Linked DNA regions of Sus scrofa: all the other regions are linked to region 2. The links are chromatin contacts, called in public HiChIP or PLAC-seq maps. All regions are on one chromosome and are shown on one strand. The core of a region is the stretch at or near the end of the contact, and the rest is flanking DNA. Distances in the headings are between cores, read along the strand shown.

Evidence for each region. HiChIP or PLAC-seq counts read pairs in DNA pulled down with a chosen protein or histone mark.
Region 1: a contact with region 2 is called in an H3K27ac HiChIP or PLAC-seq map of alveolar macrophages. The contact joins the promoter of NUPL2 here to the promoter of MALSU1 in region 2. A contact is called at or near these places in 10 of 47 Hi-C or Micro-C datasets (embryonic fibroblasts, heart right ventricle, liver and 2 more) and 2 of 2 datasets of contacts at active chromatin or transcription factors (alveolar macrophages and skeletal muscle).
Region 3: an H3K27ac HiChIP or PLAC-seq map of alveolar macrophages shows a contact between it and region 2. The contact joins the enhancer-like site here to the promoter of MALSU1 in region 2. A contact is called at or near these places in 12 of 47 Hi-C or Micro-C datasets (adipose tissue, brain, embryonic fibroblasts and 8 more) and 2 of 2 datasets of contacts at active chromatin or transcription factors (alveolar macrophages and skeletal muscle).
Region 4: an H3K27ac HiChIP or PLAC-seq map of alveolar macrophages shows a contact between it and region 2. The contact joins the enhancer-like site here to the promoter of MALSU1 in region 2.

The regions. Positions count from the first base shown.
Region 1 is chr9:91,980,441-91,983,140 of Sscrofa11.1, reverse strand. NUPL2 (nucleoporin-like protein 2) reads right to left here and starts at 1,428. Exons shown (of 7, transcript XM_021063448.1): 1 at 1,204-1,428. The coding sequence starts at 1,321.
Region 2 is chr9:92,086,965-92,089,680 of Sscrofa11.1, reverse strand. It overlaps MALSU1 (mitochondrial assembly of ribosomal large subunit protein 1), which reads right to left and starts at 1,272. Exons shown (of 4, transcript XM_021063453.1): 1 at 990-1,272. The coding sequence starts at 1,245.
Region 3 is chr9:92,211,182-92,213,937 of Sscrofa11.1, reverse strand. All of the region lies in intron 3 of IGF2BP3 (insulin-like growth factor 2 mRNA-binding protein 3), which reads left to right. Among named protein-coding and RNA genes, the nearest start is that of IGF2BP3, 60 kb to the left of the region's middle. Within about 2 kb of position 1,472, at least 13 of the 83 cell types and tissues checked have an H3K27ac peak or open chromatin away from gene starts, as enhancers often do. A contact at or near this core is called in alveolar macrophages, omental adipose tissue and retroperitoneal adipose tissue, where this site is marked.
Region 4 is chr9:91,998,530-92,001,239 of Sscrofa11.1, reverse strand. NUPL2 (nucleoporin-like protein 2) reads right to left here. Exons shown (of 7, transcript XM_021063448.1): 6 at 1,729-1,813; 7 at 1-1,098. The coding sequence ends at 539. Among named protein-coding and RNA genes, the nearest start is that of NUPL2, 18 kb to the right of the region's middle. Within about 2 kb of position 1,314, at least 1 of the 83 cell types and tissues checked has an H3K27ac peak or open chromatin away from gene starts, as enhancers often do. A contact at or near this core is called in alveolar macrophages, where this site is marked.

The DNA.
Region 1 (2,700 bases), core at 179-2,678, 110 kb after region 2:
CAAGAACAAACAAACTTAGCTGAATTTAGAAATACATCATTATTTTTCTATGGATTTAGTCTTCTCAATATTGTTGACTGGACCATTACGTAATTTGTTGATATTACACTTAATTATATAAATTGAAAATGAACAGCTTTGTGGTTTTGTTTGTTTGTTTATTTTGTTTATTTATTTATTTTTTTTGACTGCAGAGCGAGGCATGTGGGAGTTCCAGGGCCAGGGATTGACCCTGCACCACACTAGTAACAATATCGTATCTCTGACCCGCTGCACCACAAGGGCACTCCTGACATAAACAAACAATTTTTTTTTCCTTTTAGTTTTTTTTTTTTTCTTTCTTTTCCCCCACAGTCTCACCTTTGGCATATAGAAGTTCCCAGGCTAGGGGCTGAATCAGACCTGCAGCTGCGGGCCTACTCCACAAAGACAGCAACGCCAGATCCCAGCCACATCCCGCCACCTATGGCGCAACCTGCATCAATGAGGGATCCCTAACCCACTGATCCGGGTCAAAAATCCAACCCGCATCCTCACCGATACTAGTCAGATTCTTAACCCGCTGAGCCACAGCAGGAACTCCTAGCCCGGAGTTCTTAATTGGGCATCCCATTCTCCCAATTTTACCCCCAATTTTATCATCATTTGCATTTATCTGAGGCTTATGGCTCTGTAGTTTTTATTAGATTTTTCAAAGGAGTTTACGACTTTCCCCAAATTGAGAGTCCTGACTATGACCCCAGTTGCTAGCCCCTCCCTATTAAAAAAAAAAAAAAAGTTTAGAGAAAGTTATGCTCAAGGCGTCAACGGGAAAAAAAACAAGTACCCAGGAGTACAGTAAAGCAAGGAAGAGTCTGCCTCGAACTACGCCAATTCTCCGAACCACTGCCACCAAAAGACAAGGTAGTTTTGACACGTAATTCCGACTTAAAAAATTCATTGTTTTGCATTAGTACCCACGACGAAGCAAGCACCTGCCTTCACCTGCCCAACAAGTCTACCGAGATACTAATAAATGGCTAAAAATGTCGGTGGGCGGGGCGGGCGAGGGGACGACGCAGGCACGTCCGCGTCACCCTACTGGTACGCCGTGGCGCTGTGCCCGGCGGAGGGCCCCACGGCGGCCGCTCGCACCTCTCTAGCCGGACTCACGCCAAGCTCTGCCCAGATCAACTAGCGGCGAAGGCTTGATGAGAACGTCACCTGGGGGCTGCTGCTGCTGCTGCCGTCCTCCGCCCGCACCCCCGGCGCGGGGGTGTTCGTTCCAGCACCGGTCTCCAAAGCGGCACCGGCCTTGAAGGAAAAACTGACAAATGGTCATGGCAAGGGCGTCTCAGACGGAGAGGCCTTCCTTCCTTACCCTCTGCCAGCAGAGAACCTAAAGCTACGGGAGGACCCGGAACCGCTACTGTGACGTAATTTTTTCGCGCCTGGGAAAGGCCCTGGCTCGCTTGTGCGGTGAGAGGAGCGGATTATACCCAATAGGGTTTGAGAAGAGAAGGTCCGCCCCTATGCAACAAGGATGGCCTGGGAGGGCGGGATGTTTGAATCAGCTGTGGAGGAAAAGCGGGTAAGAGACCCTGGCAAAGGACCTCGGCCTTCAAGGGAAGCTTGAGGTCCAAAATGAGAGGAAAGCTAGTCAGGCAAACCCAGAACTCCAGCACGGCCCTGAGAGAAGGATTAGCTGTGGCTGTGGTTTGAGAGACCTAGTCGTAATTTTCATTTGTAACCGGTGAGAGCAAAGATCTGCCCAGTCATTCATCAGGATGGACAACAGTGTTAGATAAAGCCAGTTGTGAGGGTTAACAGGAAATAGTTTTGGGTTTTTTAGAGCCAGTTCCCAGGCCAGGGCTTGAACCTGGACCACATGGGTGAAAATGGTGAAAGCGCTGAGCCCTAACCACACTAGACCACCAGGGAATTCCCAGGGAAGATTTTAAGGACAAACTGTAAATAAAAAGTATCATAATAACCCCCATCTTCAGATAAGTACTACATTCTTATCTTACTACATACAGAGAAACCTTGTTCTTTAAAGTCCACATATAAATAAAAAAATCCACATAATTCTACTCCTGGGCATATATCTGGAGAAAACCATAATTCAAAAACATACATGCACCCCAGTGTCCATCACAGCACTATTTACAATAGCGAAGACGTGGAAGCAACCCAAGTGTCCATGGACAGATGATTGGGTATAGATGTGGCGTATTTACACAATGGGATGCTACTCAGCCATAAAAAAGAATGAAATAATGCCGTTTGCAGCATCATGGATGGAGCTAAAATTCACAGGAAAGTGCATCAAAGGCAAATATAATGATATTTTATTATTATTATTATTATTATTATTATTTTTTTTTAGGGCCACAACCTCAGCATATGGAACTTCCCAGGGGTTGAATTGGAGCTATAGCCACTGGCCTGTGCCACAGCCACAGCAACGCAGGATCCAAGCCATGTCTGCGACCCACACCATGGCTTACACCAATGCTGGATCCTTAGCCCACTGAGTGGGGTCAGGGATCGAACTCAGGTTCTCATGTATATTAGTTGGTTTGTTACCACTGAGCCACAACAGGCACTCCCAATATGATATCACTTACATGTGGAATCTAATAAGAATGATACAAAGGAAATTATATGAGTTCCCTTGTGGCACAGCAGGTTAAGGATCTGGTGTTGTCACTGCAGTAG
Region 2 (2,716 bases), core at 23-2,522:
CACACATCCTTTCCTATTAGCACATGCAAATAGAACTATTAGCAACAACAGCTTTCCGTTCTAGTGCTTGATGAAATGAGGTATACAGTTCAAGCAGAGAACTGCTATACAAAGAGAGAAAAACAGGAGCACAATTTGGGGAGGTGGTAGTATCTTGGGGCATCTTAAATTGAATCTCAGCCATAAAGGGTCACAGAACTAGAACTGTGAACAGGAAGGGCTCTTAGGTAGTAGTATCTGGTCCATAACCTTCATTTGAGAGAGAAACTGAGACCTAGCAGAGTACGTTTGTGGCCCCAAATCCATCAATGATCAGAGAGTTAAAATTTTAAGAACAATTCTCATTTTCAACTCTTAAGTTTTTCTTACAATGCCATTTGGGTTATGTAACAACTGATACGGTGAAAACCTTTTTTTTTTTTTTTTTTCTTTTTCTGTAGAGATTTAGATATTCTGTTTTTCACCTTGGAGAATTAGAGCCTGTGGATTTATAGCTCTCTTAAATTCTAAAGCTGACTCCCAAAGACCTAGGGGCTAAGTCCACCAAGATCTCTCCCTCTCATACTCTGGTCTTTCACAGATGTGATACGTTTACCATCTCTCAAGTTTCTAAAAACTTCTAATAATTACAGGATCTTAAATTAGCTCCATCTTAGCGCTTCTTACGCACCCCTCAGCCTCTAGCCCCTAGCTCTTCCTAAAAATCCTCACGCCCCAATACTCTCGACAAGTCCATTTCTCAGAACCCTAGGAAGGATGTAAAGGGGGATGAGAACAGCTACGTTGTGTGGCCAAGGGTCCGGGGGCGCCTGGGGTTTGCGAGACTTCAGTTCACCTCTTGGCCTCACTGCAAAATGCAAAGGTGGCGCCGACAACCTTTGTAGTCCCTTCCAGCTCTGCTCTGTAGTTTTGTGACCCAAAAGAAACGCATAAAGAGGGAAACCAGAGCCTCCTCGCCTGGAACACGGCTCCCTCCTCCTAGCCCGTACCTGCAGGGCCTGACTCCGGGCGCCCCTCGCCGGCTGTCCCCTGGATTCGCTCCTCCAGGCCCGGCACCCCGTGCAGGCCACGCTTGCGGCCAGGGGCCGAGCAGGCATGGCCGAGCGCTGGTCTCGCCGGAAGCTGTCCCACCGCCAGCTGCTGAAACCGGGGCCCCACGCTAACCGCAGGCCAGGCTCCAGGGTAAAGGGCCCGGCGCCAGAGAAGCGACCCGACCCGCCGCGCCAAGCTGCCGCCGGGCCACATCGCCGTCAAAGTGCGTCGACTCACCAGGCGGGGCTTAAGGGGGCTCTAGCGGGTCTGTGGCTTTCGATTGGCCAGGTCAGTGAGCCAGGGCCGGGAAAATAGACGTCATGAGCGTGGGTGTGGCCAGTGCCAGAAGGTGGGGCAGTGGGCGGAGTATGAAACCCAAGCGGGCGGAGGTCAGAGACCCGGAAGAATTTACTTAAGATTCGGTTTCTCAGGAGTCAAGAGACTCGTATTTCACTACTCACCTTACTTTGCCCTGCACAATAATGATGCACTGTGTCGTCCTTGTATTGTTTGTTTTTGTTGTTTTTTTTGACATCTCCGTTCATTAGAATGTAAACTGCGTGAAAGGAGAAATTTTTATTTTGTTTTTAACTGTTCGCTCACAGCGCGTAAAGCTTAAAGTACAGAAATTGCTGCTCTTGGTTAGTAAGGAATTAGGATTACCCCATTACCAAAAATGTTACCGAGATTCCCTTGCAAATTTGAAAGTCCATGAGGAAAATCAATTATTTTTGGCTACGATTGGGTAGGAGGCAGAGGTGTAAAAGACCATTTGGAAAACGTTCTAAGTAAGTCAGCCCTTCAGGTACACTCCCCGAAAGGAATTATGGCAATGAACTGCACTGTGGGGCCCACCTCGGTGAGAATAAGGAATACTGAGTTGCCCTTACAGTATTGAATCATAGGAGTTGAGAGGTGAAAGAGACCCAGGAAGGAAGAGTCACTGGCCTCGGGGCAAAATGGAACCACCTATTTCTAAAGTCCAGCTGGATCACTCCTGAAAGGAAGAGGCAAGTAGAAGGCAAATATCTCAAATGCCTAGAACAGTTCCAAGCACATAGTGGGTATTCCAGAGGCTTGATACATTATTTCTTTTAAAGAAATAATTCCAAGCATTACTTTTTAAAATTAAAAACTACAGAAACTAATATAAGCAACTGTGTGCACCACCACAAATATTGACAGTTGTCTCAAGTTATTTTTGAAAACAGGAAGAATAAAGTGCTAGAAAGTTGTTTCATCCTCTTTACTTCCATTTCCCCATAGGCATGGGTATGAACATGCTTCCCCCAGCATTTGCATTAGGTGTGTTTCCACTCTTTTATCTGAGCATCCCAAACCTGCTTTACCACTTGTATTTGCTGTCTCGTTTAATGGGTCATTGTCCCCCAAATTCACTGCATAATTTCCCTGAAACAACTATTCCATCATCAAATGCTGCTTATGCTACCTCTGAAATATTTTTTGAATCCAACTTATTGTCTTCATTCCCACTAACCTTCTTGGTCTGAGCCCTCAGTAGCGGTTGGCTAATTGCTGAGATAGCCTCCCACCTGTCTCTATTGTCACCAATCCATCTTTACTCTTTCTATCCTCCATGCTGACAGCTAGAATTATTTTAGCCTTATCTGCTTTTTGCTGTTTTCCAAACACACCATAACCTTTCTATGCTGAGCTTTGCACA
Region 3 (2,756 bases), core at 223-2,722, 120 kb before region 2:
ACCCTGTCTCCAAATACAGCCAAACTATAGAGATGGAAATGAACACTTCATCCTATGAGTTTTGGGAAGGACACAGTTCAACCTATAACAGTCTCTTTTTAAAAAGTTCATATAAAAAATTAATAGTAACTCTCAAATAACAATCAAATGGTTCACATTTCTTTGATTTTTTACTTTTAAGAAATTGAGTCTGGATTCAAATAAGATCTTTTTCAACGTTTTTCAATAGGTTCCTTTTTTTTTTTTTTTTTGGTGCAGTGTATTTGTCGAAGTTGGTTTATTCTGCAGAAAGTTCCACTTGTTTTGCTGAACTACATCCATATGTGGTTGCTTATTATTATGTTCTTCTGACCTTTGTGGGTCTTGAATTAGATTCAAGTTCACTTTTGCTTTGTTTGGACAAGACAAAGTAATAGGTCATGATGTATATATCCTTCCATCAGGAGGTACCTAATGTCTTTGTTTTGTGAAGTGCCACTAACCATTGGCTTAGATGCATTATTATATGGCTGCAAGATGGTAATACTCTTCTACTATTTCCTCAGTTATTAGTTAGAATGCATTTCTAAAGAGGAATTTGTCCTCTTTAGCTATTTAGTTACTGTAAGGCACAGTTTGTAAAAGAGAGAAAAAAAATGCTTGATTTTTTTCACTTATTTACTACCCTATAAATATTGGTTGCTTTAGCATCCTTCAAGGATGATGAGTGAATTTTGGTTTTTGACCAGTGAGGTTTTTTTGGGTGTGATTTATGAGCTTTTGAGTTTCAAGATTACTGGAATTGTTGTCATTGATTCTCAAATTATCCTGTCTTGAGAGACCTGTCATGTCCTTTTGATGCCTTTTTGGTAGTTGATAGTTTCCTTGACAGTTGGTTTAAGAAATCCCACGTTTATCTTGAACATGTTCAGCTGCAAGGACTGGAATTAATTGGCCCTTTCTCCAAAAAGCCTGGTGTCTTGGGAAATGGTCATGCCGCTCTGGGGACCACATCCTTGGGCATGTCCTTGTTTCTTCATTTTCTTTGCAGCAGTTATGTTCTCAGTTCCTCTCCCTGCAGGTTTTAGTCATGGTTACAGTCCCTGACATGTGCTTCTCTATTCTCAAATGTCAGCATTTCCGGGCACTCTGTTTTCTCTCTTAAAAATTCTACTTGTTTCTACAATTTTTGTTTTTACTTTCCATTGGAAGCAAACATTCTCTTGAATATCCATTGATCTTAGGGTGTCTGAAACTGATGTTTTTCTCTCTTGGGTCATTGCTTTGCTTTCTCTGTGAAATTTAATATTATGTAGGTCACATGGGCCTGGCCTTAGTTATCTTTGATGCTCCTTCTCCCTTTGGCCCTCTGGCCATAGGACATCAAGTATTTTAAGGTTCCCCCCCCAATACTTCCTTTGGTGTTCTTTCCTATCCCCATAGCCACCACCCTGTAGAGGATTCAGTCATAAGTCAGGCATCTGGGGAATTCCCATTGTGGTGCATTGGAAATGAATCCGATTAGTATCCCTGAGGAAGTAGGTTCTATTCCTGGCCCTGCTCAGTGGGTCAGGGATCTGTCGTTGCCCTGAGCTGTGATGTAGGTCACAGACGCGGCTCAGATCCCACGTTGCTGTGGGTGTGGTGTAGGCCGGCAGCTGTAGCTCTGATTGGATCCCTAGCCTGAGAACTTCCATATGCTGAGGGTGCGGCCCTAAAAAAGAAAAAGAAAAGTCAACTATTTTAAGTATCTTAACACGTGTAAGTGGAAAAAACAACATGCAGGCACAACCACCTTATGGAGGGGTGACCGTAGAGGGCTCCTCTTATGTTTTTTCAAGCTTTAAAACCATTCTTATAGGCGCCTGAGCGCTCATTTTAGGATTCTGTGTTAGTGCCAAGTCGTGAAATTACTTTTTCAGTTTCATAATGAGTGCTGTAACTCTTCAAATGAATACACTTGGTCCTCTCTGTCTGAATTACATTAAACAGTTCACGACCACAAACAGATTGCTAATGATTGTAAACAGAAAAGGTCATACAAAAAGAGGTTTTGGGTTTTAGTAGCATTCACTTGAAGTCATGGGAGATTAAAGAAGAAATCGTTGGTAAATCTGTTTCTGGTTTACATGATTCTTCTACTGCTTCACATTTAGATTGGTGATTAGGAATAAGTGTGATCCCATGTATAAAGACTGGGAGGAAAAGAAAGAAGTTAACTACTTGGGGGTGGGAAATAAGGTAATAGTGATCCAAACTTTAATGCTCCATGGCCAAACAACCAAACAAAGTGACTTTTAAAAACTTAGTAATCTTTTTTCTGCATGGGATTGATAGATCTTCGTTTTAAGATCTCAAGAGCCCTAAAAACACATAACCTAACAATGGCTGTTTTCTGTGCCAAATGGTACCATAAATGTGAGGTAAGAGGTTTGAGGGGCCTGATTGAGAACACTGAGAAAGGCGGCCTGTGTCATTTAAAAAGTTTTTTTACTTTTATTTTTTTTGCTTTTTAGGGCCGCACCCGTTGCATATGGAAGTTCCCAGGCTAGGGGTTGAGTCGGAGCTGCAGTTACCAGCCTACACCACAGCCACGGCAAGAGGCCAGGGATCAAACCCACATCCTCATGGGTACTAGTCTGATTCATTTCCGCTGCATCTCAACAGGAAGTCCGACTTATGTCGTTTTTATTGACAACATTTCTGATACCAAGTGGGTGGTGTCTTTTTCAGTACCACTTCTCCCACTCTCCATCACCAACTGGGTGTTCTACAGT
Region 4 (2,710 bases), core at 65-2,564, 88 kb after region 2:
CTGGGAACTTCCGCATGCTCTGGGAGTGGCCCATTAAAAAAAAACTGTGAGGGGAAAACGCCCCTTAGGTCCTGAAAATAAAAGTTTCCGCCCTTTAAAAACTGCTATTTCGTTAAGAGAATCTTCTTGAACATGAAAGTCAGGCTTCTGATATTTATTTGGTAAGTAGGTTAAACATTCAAGCATTTTTCCCTACTGGTTCTAAAAACTGTCTCATTTCTTTAAAAAAGTTTAAAGCTAAAATTTTAAATGGTAAGACAGTAAAGTGATGTAGAATAAGAAAAGTACTTTATTCAGTGTGGATTGATCATTTTTTCAGTTTCATTCATAATAATAGTTAAAAAAAATCTGTTCTTGAGTATTTTTTATGTTCCATTTAAATAGTTAGGTTCAAGGGGAAAATGTTAAATTTAAAAACTAATGTTATTAAAAGTTTACATTTCTTATAAATTTAAATGTGTATATATATTTGCTCTTTCATATGAACCACTCAAAACAATTTTAAAAACTGTTCTTTTCTATATTTAAAATTGCCCTTTTAAATATTTATGAGTTCCACAGGCGGTGGCTTTAAGGGAATTTTTCCCAAAGTGAATTTCTTAGATTGAAATTGTTCTAGTTCTTCCACTGTTAGTTGATCCTTGGGTGTGAATAATACATTATCTGTTGTGCCATGTGAGACTGGGAGAGAGGTGGATAGGCTGCTATTTCCAAAGGTGTCACTGGATGACTTGGAAAAAGCAGCATGAGAATGTGAGCCAGGACTACCAAAACCAGCCACAGAACTGCCACTTCCAAAGGCTGGGGCAACAGGGTCTGCTGCCATTGGAGCTGGAAATCCTGAAAATCCGGATGATCCAAAACCAGAAGCTGCAGGGGTTTTAAACGAAAATGAAGCAGCAGATGTGATTTCGGGCTTCCCAAGTCCAAAAGTTGGGGCAGAAGCGCTGATGGCAGAACTGGCAGAGGGTGTGGCTCCAAATGCCGGAGTACTCCCAAACACAGAAGGACTTCCAGAGGGGGCAGCAGCAAATGAAGACCTTGGTTTAAAACTAAAATTCTGAGCACTACAACTGCTGTTGCTATTCACTGGAAAACCTACAAAGAAACAGAAAAAAAAAATATTAGAAAAGGTAGCTATATGTCTATCCCATGCCTCCTTTTTTTTTCTTATTTCTGCCATGTTTAAATGATGAGAAACTTCCTGGAAGGAAGAAGAAAAACATGAAAATGAGAAGCCAGGACAAACCCACGAAACCCTGTGGTCTGTCTTTCTGCTACACTGATCTCATCTGTACTGTAATTTACCTTTACTCACAGAGACTGCTCTTGAGAAAACTCAGGGATGAGGGAGTGACTCTTCATTTCAGCTTGTCCCTCATGTCACTGGGTCTGTCACTTGAGGTCAAAATTCTGCTGTTACGTATAGGGACAAGAAAGTCCTCAAAGGTGCTACTATCATAGTAACGTATTACTATAAAACTCTTGAAAAACCATTCCTAAAATATACTTCTAAGCTAGAGGGTCTTTCAGAGAACATGCCCATTCCGGCCCCCATTTCACAAATGCTTGATGAGTCAAATTCTTTGAAGCTCTCTTATAGAAGGTGGTAGAATTTACAAGAGTGACTTGAAATGGCACTTAATCAACCTTCAGGCTTTATGATTTGAAACCTATAAAATCCTATTTTTAGAAATCAGTGAAGTCCTGCATTACTCCATCACTTACCTGGTGACCCAAATGTTACTGCCTGACTACTGCCAAATCCAAATGCAGGTGCTGCTTGCTTTACTCCATCTTTTACATCAGAGAGCTATTAAAAAAGAAAGAATATACACTTTATATAGCCAAATTAAATTTTTACAATGTGCACTTAAAAATGTGATGGTAAATGCTTAACAGAGAAAAATGCCCACAAATGAATACTCAGATAAAATATGGACCAGCTTCAATGAATTCAGAGTGATTATCTAGCTGATAAATTATGGATGGTTTTTATTTATGCTTTTAAAACATTTTCTGAATTTCTTTGATGAATACATATTAAAACATAAAGATACCTTTTATTTTATTTAATTTTTTGGCTGCACCTGTGGCATATGGTAGTTCCTGGGTCAGGGATGGAATCCACGCCATATCAGTGACCCAGGTAACTGCAGCAACAACACTAGATCCTTAATTTGCTGTACCACAAGAGAACTCCAAAAAAATAATTATTCTTTTTTTTTTTTTTAAACAGCTACACTTATGCCCTGGAAATTCCCAGGCTAGGGGTTGAATTGTAGCTGCAGCTACAGGCCTATGCCATGGCCACAGCAACACCAGATCTGAGCCACATCTGTGACCTACACTATAGCTGGCAGCAACTTAACCCACTGAGTGAGGTCAGGCATTGAACCCGCATCCTCACAGAGACAACATCGGGTCCTTAACCCACTGAACCACAAGGGAGCTCCCAGGAAAAAAAAATATATAATTTTTTTGTCTTTTTGCCATTTTTTTTGGCTGCTCCCATGGCATATGGAGGTTCCCAGGCTAGGGGTTGAATCGGAGTTGTAGCCGCCAGCCTACACCACAACCACTGCAACGTGGGATCCGAGCCGCATCTGCGATCTACACCACAGCTCACGGCAACAACACCGGATCCTTAACCCACTGAGCAAGGCCAGGGATCGAGCCCTCAACCTCGTGGTTCCTAGTTGGATTCGTT